Linked DNA regions of Mus musculus: all the other regions are linked to region 1. Evidence: chromatin contacts called from public HiChIP or PLAC-seq and promoter capture Hi-C data. All regions are on one chromosome and are shown on one strand. The core of a region is the stretch at or near the end of the contact, and the rest is flanking DNA. Distances in the headings are between cores, read along the strand shown. Region 1 holds the start of Rnf141 (ring finger protein 141). Region 2 holds the start of Parva (parvin, alpha). Region 3 holds the start of Akip1 (A kinase (PRKA) interacting protein 1).

Region 1 (2,833 bases), core at 125-2,624:
AATAAAACTAAAGAAATCTCAATAAAATAAAATAAAACCTGAAAACCTATAAACAAACAGAGTACTGAGTAAGTGCTGGAGTTCTAATAGCACCAGTTGTTAATTTTCCTTATAGATTATCCATTCATCCTTTCATGGATTCTTGGAAAATTGGCAAGTATTATAGACAGCCTGACAAAGCACACACCAAGTAGTAAGTACACTCTGACTTAGAAAGAAAAATATTCTCTTTGCACCTTCTCTACCTTTTTAGAAAGAGAAATCAACTTCCTCTAGTTAAAAGAATTTAGATATATTCAGAGAATATCTATCCTATATGTCCCTTATATATATGGTTCCCTTACGCCAAATGACAAAGATAACATAGTCTTGAAAAACACAATCATGTTAAGACAGAAACCGAAACCAGCCAGCACAAAAGGGGTAAAACAAAATCCACGCAAGTCCTGAGGGCTCTGAATTCAGAAGGCATTACTTTTCAAGGACAACTATCAGGACCATTGGTCGGGTGACAGTTCAAGCCCAAGTAAAAGTCTAAAGGGTGAATTTCATTCTATAGCAAGCACGGTAAGGGGGTGTGGAAAAGATGGTCTTAGTTTGAGAAGCACGGATTAAAAGCAACTGGGAGTGTTACTGGAGCTACATGTACTCCAGAAGAAGGACAAGAAATGCTGGGCATCAGGAAATGGGGCTGGGTCGGAATATGAAGAATATGAAGGTAGGCTGGAGACAAATTGCAACAACAGTAACCCCACAGTTTTGTAATGAAACTGCACACAGAAGGCAACTTACCCTACAATTATGATTAGCAAGGAAACTTTTTTTTTAATGTCGGTCCTCAAAAGGTAGCAATTAGCTTGACAAGCAAGGGCCCGGGTGCACTGCCGGGGCGGGTTTAGTAGGAGGGCTGGCCGACACCACGGGCCCAGGCTCTCCCTCAGAAGCCTTGCCCTGTGGCCACCCTGCCGCCCTGGCCCCAGCACCCGCCCCTCAGCCCCTCCTTGGCGCACCTGCTCTGCTAACCAACAGCTAAACTGCTCAGTGCGCCAGCGCCAAGATTCAAAACCGCTCGAGCTGATCTCTGAAAGCTCTCCTCAGCACCACCGCGAAGGCGGACCCAGAGTCTCCACCGCCACCGAGAAGGCGGACCCAGAGTCTCCACCCGCCCAGGAATCGGTGCCCAAAGCCCGCAGCCGAGGCCCTGACAAGGGGCCCTAGCTCCTCTGAAGCCCGGTTTCACACCCTGGTGCTGCCCGGGCCTCCACTCCCTACTCCAGGACCGTGGAGTGGCTGGGAAGGGACACAGCGAAGGGGCGGCGCTGCAAGGCTCACCCAGTTCAAGGCATCGCTCTCCTCGCACCAGGGACACCGCCTCGGCTGCTGCTTAGCTAAACCCGCTAGGCGGCAGCGGCGCGGCCCGCAAACCAGTCGCACCTCAGTGACGTAAGGCCACGCCCTCGCGCGTTGCCTGGAGACGGAGCTCCACCCCCCCCTGTTGGCTTTGGAGGTTTTTGTAGCTCAAGGCTGCTGACACACACCTGTAGGCAAAATAGTCACATACATAGAAATCAATAAAATTAAATACTTTTGTAAAAAAGGACAAAAAAATGAAGAGGCAAGTCACAGGCTTTGGAAAAGCAAAATATATTTAACAAAGGACTTCTAATTAGAATACACAATTCTTACCCCTCCCCCCCCCAAAAAAAAAAAAAACAACAACAACAACAAAAAAACCCACAATTTTTTTAAATGGCCAAAGACTAGACTAGCCTTTTAGATTTATGGATAGCAAATAAGCACATGAAATGATGTCTGAGACCATTATGCAAATTAGAAGGGAAGTGAATTATCAATACAATACCACAGTGGCTAAAATGAAAAGAACTGTATTAAATATTGACAAAGATGCTGAACAAATCTGTTCAGATTGTCTGTTGGGGATGTAAAATGATACAATCATTGTGGAACGAGATTGTGGCCATTTCTTTAAAACCTAAGCACAAACATTCCAACCACATAGTCCAGTCATCCTGCTTCTAGAATAGATCCACATGAAGACTAGTACACCAACATCAGATACCTGATGTGGTGGTTTGAATGAAAATGGTCCCCATAGGCCCACAGGGAATGGCACTATTAGGAAGTGTGGCCTTGCTGCAATAGATAAGGCTTTGTTGGAGAAAATATGTCACTAGGGGTGGGCTTTGAGTTTTCAGATGCGTAGGTCAGACCCAGTGTCACTCTCTCTTCCTGCTGCCTGCTGATCCAGATGTAGAACTCTCAGCTACCTCTCCAGCATGTCTGCCTGTGTGCTGCCATGCTTCCCACCATGACTATTATGGACTAAACCACGGAATTCTAAGTCAGCCCCAATGAATTGTTTTCCTTTATACGAGTTTCTCTGATCATGGTGTCTCTTCACAGCAGTAGAAACCCTATGACAACATATCAACAGGTGAATGGAAAACAACTGAAATAAAGTCACACAATGGAATATTACTCAGCAATAATAAAGAATACATGATTGACACACTTAACAATGTGGATGAGCCTGAAATACTTAGGCTGAAAGAAGATAGACCTTCCAAAAAAATTTTCTAGAATAGCCCCCGCCCCCAGGAATCTTTAGTGGCAAAATCAGATCAGTGGTTGCTTAGCGGGTGGTGTCAGGTAGGAAACACTACAGTGTTAGAATGGGAACTAGAGGTGGCTGACTCAACGGTAAAACACTTGCCTAGCATGTTTAAGCCTTGGCTCAGACTCAAACACAAGTCCTCCAAACCTTCAAAGGGTAAGAAGAAACATTTTAGGGTATTGGCTATGTTCACTGTCT
Region 2 (2,833 bases), core at 228-2,727, 1.6 Mb after region 1:
GTGTTGTATAATAAAGCAAACTGAGGAATCCAGGAGAGGCAAGGCAGTAAGCAGTATTTCTCCATGGTCTCTGCTTCCGATTTCTGCCTCCAGACTCCTGCCTTGACTTCCCTCCGTGATGGACTGCTACCTTACAGGTAAAATAAACCCTCTCCTCTCTAGGTTGCTTCCGGTTCTGGGATTTATCAGAACAATAGGAAGGAAGTTAAGACACACATTCTCATCACCAACATGCATGTCACTCATCAACACGTGCCTCTGGCTGAGAACAGACACTGCTGCCTAGCTGGGCACTAGATCACAACCTAGTGCCCAACTGCTGGACCGATTTCTCCAGCTCAGTTCAAAATCTTGCTCCCTCTGAGTCAGAGGTTCAGTCAGATTCCATCAGTGTGTGTAGTGTACATGTGGAAAGCCCTCCTCAGAGCAAGACAGCCACCATCTTCATCTAAGCAGATGTGAGAACTTGCGACCTCCCTTCCCACTCGACTCCTGACCTAGAGACCGACCCTGTTTATTGATGTTCCCTTATAGAAGGATGGAGCAGGGACAGTCACTGAATTTTCATCTCAATTCTGGCCACTCCCTCTTGTAACCCTACTAGGTCATTCTGTCCTAATTCCACGTGGTCACTGGAGGTGTTAGAGTAGTAGTCTGTTGAAGATTAGCTGAAGGGGATTCCATTTAGACAGTTAGGGGAAGTCATCCGCCCTGGGGTAGAAATTTGCAGTAGTGCAGCTGCTTTGGGGCCCGCCCACATTCCTGTAGGTGACTCCTTCCCCAGGCTCTGTAAGTCTGATAAACTCATTGGATCCCAAGCTTGATTTCAGGGAAAAGGTAATTTGGTGGTGGTGCTCTGGGAAGGAGACATAGATATTTGTTTATGCCCCATCACGGAAAGAGCTGTGGAAACAGTTATGTAACTCTTCCCGCTGGTGTATGACCAAGGTATCCTGAAAGAATGGGAAAGAGATGGTCAAGCCACAACTTAGGACGAAGAAGCACAGTAAAAGTACGCAGGACTCCTAAACATCTCCAGCATGAATCTTTAAAACTGCCTGGTGTGACTCCAGCGTCAGGTCAAGAGAGTCTGGAACTAATTCTATTGCTCTTGGCTAGATAGATGAGCGTCTGCCGTCGTGGACTTCCAGCTTTGTTTGAGTGTGGACAGGAGAAGGTGGAAGTCCGCAGATTCATGCAGAAGTTGAACGGGAAGTCTGTTGGGACCAGAGCCCATTTTAGATCCTTGACTTCTTTGTGAGACAAAAGTACTAACAGTATAGGAACCCATCCATGCAGGAGGTAGAGCAAGAGACCGCAGCAGCTGGGAAATAGGGTCACAGGGCTGATTCCCTGCGGATTCTGACGCGTGTGTGTGTGTGTGTGTGTGTGTGTGTGTGTGTGTGTGTGTGTATGCAAAGCAGAGAAGTGAAGGCTTCCAAGCTCCAGATAAGACCTCACGTCCCCCTAGCATGCACTTGCCCCTGCGTCTATAGCCCCCAGCAAGCGGCAAGCCAGGGCATCCTCGTAGCCAGGGCAGCCCTGGGCACGGGGGCCCCAGGCGCAGCAGCTCCTCGCAGGGCGGAGGGCGGCGCGAGGGAGGGAGCGAGGGACGGGAAAGGCGAGCGAGCTGCCTCAAATGCCTGGAATAATTCCGCTTCCGTTTGGAAAGCCGCAGCCTCAGTCCCGCCGCCGCCCGCCGCGGCCGCCCAGCTCCAGCTCCGCGTCCAGCCGCCATGGCCACATCCCCACAGAAGTCGCCCTTGGTCCCCAAATCACCCACTCCCAAGTCGCCTCCGTCCCGCAAGAAGGATGACTCGTTCTTGGGGAAACTCGGAGGGACGCTGGCCCGGAGGAAGAAAGCCAAAGAAGGTAGGAACAGCCGAGGCCGTGGGCGCTGCAGGGATCGGGAGCCTGGAAGTGGGAGACCCCCCTGGCAGTGCCTGGGCGCGCCTCTCAGTGTCCCCATGTCGCCTCCAAAGCCCTAACCGGGTCGGTGTCATCTCTGGTCCACAGGCGGAGCCCAGGCTTTGGGTGGCTGTTGTCCCAGAGCCCAGGCCCAGCCGGTCCCCTGTGCTCTCCCCTAGGCCGCTGTCCCCGCCCTCTGCGCGCCCGAGGACTGGCATTTGCCAAGTTTCTGCTGGAAAGTTTTCTCGGGCGCCGTCATTCCCCGCTCTCAGCCTTCATTGGTCTGTTGCGCCGTCGTTTCCTGGGCGCCTTCAGGTCTTTTGCTGCAGCTGCAATGGCCTCCTTGGATCTCTCGCGGGCTCCCTGGACTTGTGTGGACTTTGATGATCTGTATAAAATGTTAGTTGACTGACTGAGAGAAGAACGTGCCGAAGTTGGGGGGGGGGGGATTGAGGAATGGTGAGATAAACTCACTACACCTAAGGACTGTGACCCTGCTGTGAACCTGGACATTCCATTCCAAGTTTTATTTAAAGAAAAAGAAAAGATTTCTTTTTCCCACCACAGTGAATTGCAGCAATCTCATTTTTTGTTTCCAGAATAGTTTCTGTGGAAAGTACTTTTTCCCCCGTAGGCAGAATTTACAACTCACATTTGGGCGTAGGAAATGCAGTGATGATTCTAAAAATCAATGTGGCGATAGGTGTGTGAATAAAAAGGGGTTTAAAATGTTTTCCTCTTTGGCATGGCTGGGATTGGATTTAGAGGGCCTTAGGTCTACTGCGTGAGCACCGCGGTCTTATTCTTTCTCTTTTGAGACTCTTTAGCCTTGTGCTTAGTCTTGTGTAGCCCAGGCAGAACTTTGTGGTCCTCCTGCCTCGGCTTCCAAAGTATTTGGGATTACAGGCCTGCCCAGCTTGGTGTT
Region 3 (2,833 bases), core at 114-2,613, 1.1 Mb before region 1:
AAAAAGGGATGACAATGTACTATATACTATAACTCAGACAAGCCTCAAAGTAATCTAAATGAAAGAGACCGGTCCAAAGGGCCACATACCATATGATTTTATTTGTATGAATCGCCAGAAAAAGGCAAATTTATGGGGATGTCAATCAGAATAGAGGCTACCTAGATCCTGAAGTTGAAGTGAGAATCATTCATCAATAAGAACTAGACTACTTTTTACTCATTTTTTATGTGTGTGAATGTAGTACATGTGTGCCAAAGAAAGTGTATGGAGGTCTGAGGACAACTTTTGGGAGTCCGTTCTCACCTTCTGCCATGTGTAAGGCAGGGTCTTGCTTGTTGCTACTGCTAGACTATATAATTCAAGGTGTCTAGTCCAGGAGTTCTAGCCAATTTCCTGTCCTCACCTCTTATGTCACTGTTGCAGGGTAGGGCTGACAGATGCACACTACAGATCCTGGCTTCTGGCATGGATTTCAAGGAATCTCAGGTAGCTAGGTTTGTGGGCAAATGTTTCTCTATTCACACTACTTAAGGACTGAGAATTCCTTTGTGTCCTGTGAGGGACCCACCCCGCACTGAGCAATGTTCCTTAAAGTGGAACTTTCTCCCCATTCACGCCCTGCTGCTCACCAGGGGGTGTCACTCCCGCTGAGACCCAGGGCTTTCACCATAGCCCCATGGTGTTCTGAAAGGTATCTGATCCATTTCTTACTTTAAAAAGTGATACGATTGATGCTTGAATGGTAGGTCCAGATCCCAGGACCAAAGAGACTGAAAGCCAGCCTGGTCTACATAGTGAGGGTTTGCACAGTGAGACTGTCAAAAACAAACAAACAAATAAACCTCCAACAAAATTGTGTGAATCTGTTCTTCCAAGGGAGGAATGAGGAAGCTGCAGGAAGGGAATGACGGGATTCCCCACTCACCACTCCACTACATCCTCTACCAACCTGCCAAGAAATACCTGCCATCCCCTGGAGTCTTACCAGTCCCCTCACCCACAGTTCCAAGACCTCCGTCTGGCCTCCATCCCCAGCCTTGAGAGTTCTTCTGACAGAATGCCCTTTCCCCAGCACTACCTCCTCAGTCGCGTTGGTCCGCTAGCCTCATCACCTCCTCACACAAAAGTGGTTCTGGAGTGGCGAGACCCCTGAATACGGTCCGCATGCACCTACTCTCACAAATGTTTTTAGCGCAACGAGTCACGGGATCCACACTGACCTGTCGCGGCAAGAAAGTCCTCGAACGACAACAAGCGCCCGCTTCGCGTCTGAAGCTGATTAAGGCTGGGCCCACGTGCCCCTCGACCCGGCCCCGCCCACACCGGCTCCGCCCATCGCCAGGCCCCGCCCACGGCGCGCAGCAGTTAGCTTGGCAACTGGCGCGAAAGAAGGGCCGCGGGAACACGGAAGGCGTGTCCGTGTGAGCGCTATGCGCGTGCGCCCGGAGAAGCAGGCCGGGTGAGGGGCTGTACCCAGGGTCTGAGAGGCGGAAGTGCAAGGGGCAGGGGTCCTGCCTGCTAGTTCCTCCCCACTTGGATTGCGCGATGCAGGCGAAGGGGGAGTTGGGGTCGCGGGGAAGTTGCCGCCCGGATCCGGGCCTAGTTGACTTGTCTGTGTATGTGTCCAGGGAGACATGGAATACTGTCTGGCGGCCGCGGCGCTGAACGGAGTGGACCGGCGCTCGCTCCAGCGCTCTGCTCGGCTGGGGAGGGAAGTATTGGAGCGCGCCAAGAGGAGGGCAGTGGACTGGCATTCTCCAGAGCGATCCAGAGGCAACGTGGGGGTCCTTTACCGCCAGGGCCCCTACCAGGAAAGATGGTCGGTCCCTGGTTCCCAGCGCCTCCTAGGAGAGGTGAGGCCGGGAGCTGGGGGACTGTCTAGTCATTCTCCGCCGCCACTGGGCGGGAGGAAGCCTCCCATGTCCAGAAGATGTAACGCATTGGAGCAAAAGTGGAAACGTTGTTTGGAAACTGCTTTTGACACGGTCTCGTATAGCCCAGGCTGGCCTTGAACTCTTGCCTACGATTTAGGTACTAGTATTAAAGAGGTTGTGTACAAGCACGGTGTGACCCAATTCTTTTTGAATAACAAAAGAATAGTAGTATTCTGCTTACTTATAACATAAAATTTCTTACCGGGTGTGGTGGTGCACACCATTAATCTCAGCATCCAGGAGGCAGAAGCAGACAGATCTCTTGAGTTCGAGATTAGCCTGTTCTACATAGCAAGTTTCAAGCCATCGTGTGTTACCTAGTGAAACCCTGTCTAAAGTAAATAAATACAATTCTTAGTGTGGTGCCAGAACTTGGGAGGTCGGGGCTAAGGATCAAGTACAAAGTCTTCCTAGTGTACATGTGATCTTGTCTCAAAAAATCATAAACAACAATAACAGTTCTTTCCCATTACTCAATAGTGAGTAAAGCCAGCCAACCAGTTATTTTAGTTCCTGGATAAATTGCACATCTAGTTTACAGAGTTGGATTTTTTTTTTTTTTTCTCAGCAAGATCCTTCTTACCAGTTTCAGCTTGCAGAAGCTTTCCTAAAAGTGAAAAAGGGCTATTTCTCAAATGATGTCCTTCTCCAGTAGGGGATTTGTAGGTCTCACCTATGACTTGCCATTTATTACAACAGAGAGAAGAAAGGTGCCCAACCCTTAGCTCTTCCTTCGGAGCAATGGCTGAATTCATGGACTATACTTCAAGTCAGTGTGGGGTAAGTTGGTGTGATCTGGACTTGGGAAGAATCAGTCATCTCTCCCAGGACCTATAGTCCTTCATGGGAGCAGATTATAATCAGTTACGTAAGCCAGGTGGTAATGCAAGCACATT

What was found. Promoter capture Hi-C pulls out the DNA fragments that hold promoters and counts their contacts. HiChIP or PLAC-seq counts read pairs in DNA pulled down with a chosen protein or histone mark.
Region 2: an HNF4G HiChIP or PLAC-seq map of pancreatic cancer cells shows a contact between it and region 1. The contact joins the promoter of Parva here to the promoter of Rnf141 in region 1. A contact is called at or near these places in 1 of 39 promoter capture datasets (liver) and 1 of 115 datasets of contacts at active chromatin or transcription factors (pancreatic cancer cells).
Region 3: a contact with region 1 is called in a promoter capture Hi-C map of pre-B cells, with 4 times the contacts expected there. The contact joins the promoter of Akip1 here to the promoter of Rnf141 in region 1. A contact is called at or near these places in 1 of 39 promoter capture datasets (pre-B cells) and 1 of 484 Hi-C or Micro-C datasets (regulatory T cells).

Annotation. Positions count from the first base shown.
Region 1 is chr7:110,843,007-110,845,839 of GRCm38.p6, forward strand. Rnf141 (ring finger protein 141) reads right to left here and starts at 1,375. Exons shown (of 6, transcript NM_025999.3): 1 at 1,333-1,375.
Region 2 is chr7:112,426,229-112,429,061 of GRCm38.p6, forward strand. Parva (parvin, alpha) reads left to right here and starts at 1,478. Exons shown (of 13, transcript NM_020606.5): 1 at 1,478-1,872. The coding sequence starts at 1,737.
Region 3 is chr7:109,702,315-109,705,147 of GRCm38.p6, forward strand. It overlaps Akip1 (A kinase (PRKA) interacting protein 1), which reads left to right and starts at 1,364. Exons shown (of 6, transcript NM_020616.2): 1 at 1,364-1,462; 2 at 1,632-1,856; 3 at 2,637-2,717. The coding sequence starts at 1,638. It also overlaps a transcript of Denn2b not described here.